3 separate regions of the Sus scrofa genome follow, and regions 1 and 3 are each linked to region 2. Evidence: chromatin contacts called from public Hi-C and HiChIP or PLAC-seq data. All regions are on one chromosome and are shown on one strand. The core of a region is the stretch at or near the end of the contact, and the rest is flanking DNA. Distances in the headings are between cores, read along the strand shown.

The links. A called contact is a pair of places that touch in the nucleus more often than the background predicts. HiChIP or PLAC-seq counts read pairs in DNA pulled down with a chosen protein or histone mark.
Region 1: a Hi-C map of embryonic fibroblasts shows a contact between it and region 2, with 1.8 times the contacts expected there. The contact joins two enhancer-like sites. A contact is called at or near these places in 1 of 47 Hi-C or Micro-C datasets (embryonic fibroblasts) and 1 of 2 datasets of contacts at active chromatin or transcription factors (alveolar macrophages).
Region 3: a contact with region 2 is called in an H3K27ac HiChIP or PLAC-seq map of alveolar macrophages, with 9 times the contacts expected there. The contact joins two enhancer-like sites. A contact is called at or near these places in 2 of 2 datasets of contacts at active chromatin or transcription factors (alveolar macrophages and skeletal muscle).

Annotation. Positions count from the first base shown.
Region 1 is chr9:72,824,439-72,827,138 of Sscrofa11.1, reverse strand. All of the region lies in intron 2 of LOC102161391 (a long non-coding RNA gene), which reads left to right. Among named protein-coding and RNA genes, the nearest start is that of CDK6, 60 kb to the right of the region's middle. Within about 2 kb of position 1,353, at least 15 of the 83 cell types and tissues checked have an H3K27ac peak or open chromatin away from gene starts, as enhancers often do. A contact at or near this core is called in alveolar macrophages and embryonic fibroblasts, where this site is marked.
Region 2 is chr9:72,528,504-72,531,203 of Sscrofa11.1, reverse strand. All of the region lies in intron 6 of CDK6 (a long non-coding RNA gene), which reads left to right. Among named protein-coding and RNA genes, the nearest start is that of FAM133B, 26 kb to the right of the region's middle. Within about 2 kb of position 1,328, at least 32 of the 83 cell types and tissues checked have an H3K27ac peak or open chromatin away from gene starts, as enhancers often do. A contact at or near this core is called in alveolar macrophages and embryonic fibroblasts, where this site is marked.
Region 3 is chr9:72,993,235-72,995,934 of Sscrofa11.1, reverse strand. The region is part of intron 2 of LOC100519098 (sterile alpha motif domain-containing protein 9); the gene reads left to right. Among named protein-coding and RNA genes, the nearest start is that of HEPACAM2, 80 kb to the left of the region's middle. Within about 2 kb of position 1,289, at least 6 of the 83 cell types and tissues checked have an H3K27ac peak or open chromatin away from gene starts, as enhancers often do. A contact at or near this core is called in alveolar macrophages, where this site is marked.

The DNA of each region.
Region 1 (2,700 bases), core at 104-2,603, 300 kb before region 2:
AAGTAAGTCTGATCTAGAGTGTGTACAGATTTCTTATAAATCAATAAGAAAAACTCAGTTTTTTTAAAGAAAGGGTAAAAAACGTGAATAGGATTCTTATAAAAGAGGCTATCCAAATGGCGAGTGAACATGAAAACATGTCAACATGATTAGTTATCAGTAAAATGCAAGTTGAAAACTTTACAGAATATCTTGACACACACCCCAGAGTGGCTAAAATTTAAAAAGTCAGCAATACAAGTGTTAGGATGTAGAGGGACAGAAACTCATAGAATGCTTGAGAGTATCAGTTAGTGAAACTACTTTGGAAATTTTGTTGCCAGTTAAATTAAGCCCATGCCTACCCCATGACTCAGCAATTAGTAGCTATCTATCTTTCCTAACTCTAAGATAAATAAATGTGAGGACCTTCTTATACCAAGATTCACTCTTACTATAAGCAGTCCAATCTTCCTGTAATAGCTAATATCTCAGGGGCCCTTACTGTGGACCAGCACCATGATGAGTGCTTGCATGCAGTAACATTTAAGTTTCCCGCTAACCTTAAGAGGTAAATATTATTAAACTACTTTACAGATGAGAAAATTGGTTGAGAAAACTTAATGAATTTTCCCAAGGTCATTGTATTAGTCAGTATCCTTTGTTACATTTAAAAGAAACCAAAAGTTTGGTTTAAGCAAAAAGCAATGTGCTGAAAAGTCATTGTAAAACTCCCAGAATTGCCAGCATGGCTCATTGAGGACTCTGCAGTCATGAGCAGTTCTCCAAATCAAGTTTATACCAAACACTGGTCAGGTTGACCCCTCTGACAGCTCTGGGACCCAGACACAGGCACCAGCAGAACTGCCACCACTTGGCTGGAGCTAGTGGGAACTGTCACCACTGTTGCACTGCAAGGGTGACCCTAGTTTCCCACTGCACCAATCACATTAAGAGTATACTGTGCATGCCCTGGGGCCAAAAAGGGGTGATTTGTGCTTACTCTGAAAATCACAAGTTCAGAGTGATGAGCATGGATTTGAACCCAGTCCCCTTGCCTCTAACATCTAGGAGCTCTACTACTCTTCTTGGTCACCTCCAGATCCATGCTGTTACTTCATCACTTTAAGAACAAGGTGAGGCCAGCAAGTATTAAAATGTCCAGCAACACTTCATGCCCCCATATCCTGTAGATCAGAATGCTTTAACCATTTGCTGCTTGACTAATTTAGAAAGACAGAATAAAACTACCCATATGCAAATTGGGCTTCTGAAATCACCAAGTGCTTTAACAAAGGCAAGTGGAGAGGACCTGGGATGACAGCTCATTGAGAGCCATCACTGTACCATGTGGGGCCATGTGGCTGCATGCTGACTCAAACTCGTGGTGGAGAAGGGGGGGGCGCTTCTGAATCACCAAGACCACATCCTGCTCCTCCCTCATTTTTTCCCCTGGAAGCTGCCCATCAATCTTGTTGCTGAGATCTCCACCCGAGCATGGGGCTCAGGTATTCACACCAAATGTCTGTGAATGTCTAAGAAGTCCCATTTTCCAGGAACATTTGGCCCTGTTGTTTCAGTGGCATCTAAGTGTGAAGTTGACTATGAGTAAGTGTGAAACTGATAGTCTGTGCCTGTAGACTCGGGGCTCAATTTGGGTCATTTATCTCACTGTGCTTTGGTGGGCACAAACTAACATCTAGCATCCCCTATACTTGACTTTAGCCATTTTTTTACTGAAAGAAAGTTCTAATCATAATGCCAGCTAGATAAAAACTTGGGAGAAATGTGTTCTTTTTTGAGAACTGTTATCACAGACACATATTCACTATAGCCAAAGACTAAGCAGGCATCTCATCCTGCTCTGATTCATCTTAGAAAAACATGTGGTAGGCAATTCAACATCCTCCCCCATTTACTTTCAAATAAAGAGTAAGAGGAAAGGTCAATTTTCTTTCCTTTATTTTCTTGTAAAGGCAATTTAGTAAAATTAGGATCTGTTGGGGCTTTTGTTTTGTTTTGTTTTGTTTTGTTTGGGGTTTTTTGGGTTTCCACTGAAGACAGAAGTGGGAGTTAGGATTACAAAGACTGAAAAGTCATCAGTATATAGAGGAATTTGAAATTTCAGATGAAGGAGTCAGAACTTTGTAGACAGAGTAATTCGTGAAAGTTTTTGAATTTTAATGTATTTTTTTTTTTTTTTGGTCTTTTTTTTTTTTTTTTTGCTATTTCTTTGGGCCGCTTTCGAGGCATATGGACGTTCCCAGGCTAGGGGTCGAATCGGAGCTGTAGCCACTGGCTTACGCCAGAGCCACAGCAACGCGGGATCTGAGCCGCGTCTGCAGCCTACACCACAGCTCACGGCAACGCCAGATCGCTAACCCACTGAGCAAGGGCAGGGACCGAACCCGCAGCCTCATGGTTCCTAGTCGGATTCGTTAACCACTGCGCCACGATGGGAACTCCTGAATTTTAATGTATTTTTTAGAGTCAGATACAATGAACCAAAAAAATGTAGAAGTCATATGTAAATTTAATTTACAAGATGATAGGGCAGAATTTGTGCAGCTACCACGTGACAGGATAAGCACTATGGTGGTTATCATCTCGCAGTTTATTAAATCAAATCAACATGTTATACACCTTAAACTTGCACAGCATTTTATGTCAGTTATACATCAACAAAACTGGAAAAAGAAAAAATGAAAAATAGAAGATTGC
Region 2 (2,700 bases), core at 79-2,578:
ATAACAACGTAGTCTTGAAAAGGTCATTTCAAACTCCCTGTGTAAAGGGCTTACACAGGGCCTGGTACATAGTTAATGCTTTTAAAATGTTGGCTCTTATTATAATTCATCATTAATTGTTTTTTCCATCCCTTAACTTCTTTGCCTGAGAAATGAAACTTGAAGGTCCCTTCTTTTGCTCGAATTCTTTGGTTCCACTTGTCTGTGACGCAGCTCCTTGCTACGTTTCAGCGTTCCATTAGTATCTACATGTCTGAGCATGTGAGGTATGGATGCTTTCATGTCTTGAACGTTAAGAAAAGGCTTTTCTTTTCACAAAGCATGCAGTATGACATCCTTTTGGGATCCATGTGTTTGCCAAGCCCCATCAGAATTGGGGTGGAGTAGGAAGAAAGTGGGAGTTCTAGAGCCAAAAATAGCCCTGATCATTGGTCTGTACCATTTTATGGTATCCCAGTCATTTCTACATTTTCAGTCTGAAAAACTGATGAAAAATGTCCCTAAAGGAAAAAATCACATCATAACACTATCTTCCCATGCAGAATCGCTTAAAATAGTTGGAATAAAACTGGAACCTGACTTTGTTCTTTTGGTGACTGGAAGTAGTTCCAAGAGGCCTCTATTAATGCCCGTGTCACTGCTGAGTCAGAAGCCAGTGGCTTTAAGGCCAGAAAACCATTTGTTCGTTGTATTGTCTGGGGGCTTCCCGGGTCCCCGGCAGCTGCCATGGCTGCTGCTCCTCCCGCTGCTATGCCCGGTCTGTAAGATGGACAAATTCAGAACCAGACTTCCACATTACTGCTTCTGGATGTCAAAGCAATCCATGATGAACTCCCATCTTCCCTACCCCGATGAAATATATTTTGTATGCATGTGATCGTGACGAAGGAACTACCAAGAGGCAGACATACTGGTGACCCTCTCGTTAAAAGTAAAAGCAATCTCAACTGAAACCAGCTTGTCAGACACCAGTCCTTCCCCTGCTTTTCCTTGCTGACGCCACCTGGGCCATCTGTCCACTTTTGGCACCAGTGACATTGCTGGTGCCCCTTAGTACGTGAGCCCGTGCGATGAACCAGAAGGAACCTTTGACAAACATGTTTGACTTGCTTCCAAGAGAATGCCACTTTTTCTGCTGGCAAAGGCCTGACAGAGATCTTAGGGTGCCAGCAGAAAAGAAGCCATGAAGTTCAATATGTTTTGTGCCTTGAGATTGTACTTTTTAGTTTCTGGCATTGATTCATTGAAATGATGTTGTTTTCTCTGAATGCATTACTTTGGCATAGAGAACAGGGACAATGCTGCACCCTAGTGTCACTTCTGAAGTACTTGAAGATGATTTCCGTCCCAGTCATCACGCCATTTATAGGTTTTATGCTCTGTCAGTCTTTCCAGTACAAATGTCAGCTTTTAAGGCTTATATTCAGCTGTCCAAATACTGAAATTGGAGGCAAGTGCTTTTTAATGGACCTATCAGAATTCCACAACCCTCATATCTAGGCTGTAAAAGTTCACACTGGGTAGTAAACTGGATATTTTTTAAAGGAGAGCCATATTCACATTCTCTTAAGGGGAAAAATATTTCTGTTTTTAGGAAGATTTATACTTTCAAAGAACAGCAAGTCCTTTGAAAGTGAAACTGAATGTTTTTAGCCTGTGACATTTGAGAGCATTTTTGAGAGCAGAGTCATAGTTAAATGGAAACAAAATACTGGATTTAGAATAAGTTCACTCCCGGCTCTGGGCCGAACTCCCTGCGTATGACTTTGGCAGTTCATTTTATTCCTCATCCTCAGTTTTCCCATCTATAAAATAAATAATAATACCTGACCTATATGTCTCAGGAGGTAGTTTTGCAGGTCAGAGGAGGGGGTTGATTTAAAAATACTTATAAAGTTATTTATATAAACAGGTATATATATGTATGTATGTATACATCGCACATGTCTGTACATACCGGGACACTGTTTTTCTGAGGGCTTTTGGGCTTCGTGGGCTTTTGGCCCATATTTCCAGATTTAACTTAACATAAATATATTCAGAACTGCAAATAAAGATTTTAAGTTCTTACTGAGTAGTCATAATCAATTTCTAGGTGACTGGGGATAATATGCACAGATATTGATGTAAAAATGGCTACAAGGGAGTTCCCATTGTGGCTCAGTAGGTTAAGAACCTGACTAGTATCCATGAGGATGTAGGTTCAATCCCTGGCCTCGCTCAGTGGGTCAAGGATCCCATGTTGCTGCACGCTGCGGTGTAAATCACAGATGCAGCTCAGACCCCAAGTTACTGTGGTGTAGGCCAGCGGTTATGGCTCCAATTTGACCCCTAGACTGGAAACTTCCATATGTTACAGATGAGGCTCTAAAAGGACCCCAAAAATGGCTAAAAGGCAAATATGATGAAAGACAGTTTTTAAAGTTATTTATAAGCATTCTTCTGTTCTTCTGCCTGACCCATTCTATCCAAATACTTAAACACATTTATTTCCTTTAATAATTAATGGTAATATTTTTGTTTTCTTCTTTTTCTTCTTTTTCTAGATCTTTCCCTTAAACACATGTGTGTTGCTTGAGTTGTCATTTTCATTCATTTGTTCCGGTAAAAATGTCTCAGAGTCTGTCTTTATCTCAGTAATATGTCTCTCCCAGCATGTCAACAGAGGCAGGATTGCAGTATCTTCCCCTAGACGCCCAA
Region 3 (2,700 bases), core at 40-2,539, 460 kb before region 2:
AGTGCAAAATCCATGTGAAAATATTACCAAATATATAGTACCTTGAAATCATTATGTATCTTCTCACCTGCCATCACAGGAATGAGCGGCTGAGAAATTTATAAAGGGTCTTCAACCTTGAACAATGGGGAAACCTCTGAAATATGGTAGAGATAAAAATACAGAATTGGGGAAGTCAGATGTCACTGGCCCTGTTTGACAAGTGTGCTTTTAATCTCCCTGGATAGAATCTCCCTGGATAGAATCCCTGGAAGGATTCAAAGGACAAATGAGGATGCAAGGGGAACTAGTCTCCCAGGCGACACACGCGCATGCATGCGCGCGGAGACGCACGATGTCTCTGGGCGTGTAGTAGCCAACAGGCAGGAAATCCTTCACCTGCTTTTGGAGTGCCAGACTCGCGGCAATTGCTGTGATCACTGTCTCAAACAGGAGAGAAAATCTAGAGCTTTTTTTTTATAGTCTGAGGTCCCCGAGGAGCAAGTGGGTAGGTTACTGAGAGAAGACTCTGGCTAAGATATTGCCTCAGACCTTGGCAGAGCAAGTCTGTGGAGAATATGAGCATCTCCTGAGGAGAATCTGTTTGCGGAACAGCCAAAGCAGTTAAAACAGCAGAGGGTGGAGTTCCCTTGTGGTGCAGCGGGTTAAGGATCCAGAGTTGTCACTGCAGCTGCTCAAGTGACTGCTGTGGGGCAGGTTGGATCCCTGGGCCTGGAACTTCCACATGCCGCCTTCTCCGATGGGGAGCGGGGGAAGGCGTAGGAAGAGATGGTGAGGCCCCATGAGTCCTGCTCACTGAAGACCTGTAGTAGAAAACCCTGGAAACAGGGTTAACCAAGACAGCCAATGGGAAAAGCTTATACTTAGAAAATAGGCTTACAACGCAAGCCTAACTCATCCATGGAGTGAGTATCCACAGGTAAGTTAGAACCCTGTTCCCTCGTTTGTAAGATGAAGATAAACTTGGTTGGCAAATACCTGATGAGGATTAAATTAAGTAGCATACATTATACATAACTGGCACTTGGCTCTTATTAGAAGACAGTTTATTGAGATAATTCACATACCATAAAATTATCTCTTTTAAAGTATACAATTCAGTAGGTTTTTGATATATCCACAGAGCTGTGTAAACATCAGCACAATCAATTTTAGAACATTCTCATCACCCCCAAAGAAACCTATACCCATTAGCAGTCGGTCACCATTTACCACTTCCCCCAGCCTCTGAAACTCGTCTGCTGTCTCTAGGGAATTGCCTATTCTGGACATTCCATAGAAATGAAATCACACAATATGTGTTCATTTGGAAATGGCTTCTTTCACTTTGCATAACATTTTCAGGTTCATCCATGCTGTATGAATCATGACTTCATTTCCTTTTACTGTCAAATAAAATTCCATTGTATGGATATACCATATTTTGTTTATTCAGTCATGAGAGGCAATTTATGAAGCACTAAATCAACATTGCTTTATTGATCTAAGATGGGTGTGCTTTACCAAGTTTGCCAAGGCCTTCTTGAATTTAAATAAATAGTAGCTTTACAGCTTCATTTCAGTCTTTGGTTAAGGAAATTTCACTGATCCACCAATTCAAGCCCCTTCTCTTAAACACATAACCTTAGTTTTCTCAAACTGTATTGTTTACCCCTTTTCCAATACTCATCTTCACATGTACATATGTTGCAGTATATCAGTTTATATGATTTTTAAATAAAAATAGTATTTCCCCAGTAGTTGGAAACCTAAGTATGCCCAAGTTAAGTACAAACTGAAAAAAAATTATACTCCAGAAGGTTTCCTCCAACAATTTGAAATGTTTTATTGTTTTCATTTTTACTTGAGAAAATAAATAGCATTCCTGAACACCAAATATACATAAATGATCTAAGAGCCAGATAACTTTAAACATCGTTGGCTTCTACTGAGCACTATGAAGCCACATTACAGTATCCCCTGAGGGATGGATAAATACGGACCCTTTGGATCAGCAGATCCTTTAGGGAACAATCATTCTGTTTTCCAATATTAGCAAAACTCCCAATACTCCCTCCAAACACATGACTATATGAACAAAGAGAAATTTAAACTTAACAGTAAGATTGGTATCACTCTGAAGTGATAACTGGTATATTAGTTTGGAAATACCTATGATAGGAAATACACACCCAGTGTAGGATTTTTAAATCATGTGAAGAGTACTTAAAGTTTCCGAAAAGACTCTTAAAAAACAGACATGTAATAAGAGGGAAGAAGTTTTTTAAAGAAAAGTCAAAGTCTCTGCTTAAAGCTGAGTAACCCTTGGGTAAATGAAACATAGCTGTATGTTCTGAGTCTAACTAACCTTTTTTTTTTTTTTTTTTTTTGACATTCTATAGTATTAAGACTCTGTTGTCCAAATATGCCTAATCCCTGTGGGAAAATTAGGCCTTCTAGGGTGGAGAGATGGCAGTGTTGTATCTAATGCTCATAAGGGCATAAGCCAAGTTCTGAGTGGAATTAGCTCTTCAGAGAACCTCCTGTGTCCAGAAGACTAACTGTGTATTGGCTATAAATAGCCATAGGAAGATTCAACCTGTTTTTACCATCTTAGAAAAAATGGAAAGTAGCATTCAAATGAGCCATGGCATACAATTTATAGGTGCATCTAGAAAGAAAAATTAGTAATAATTTGAGTTAGTAGGAAATATCCATGTG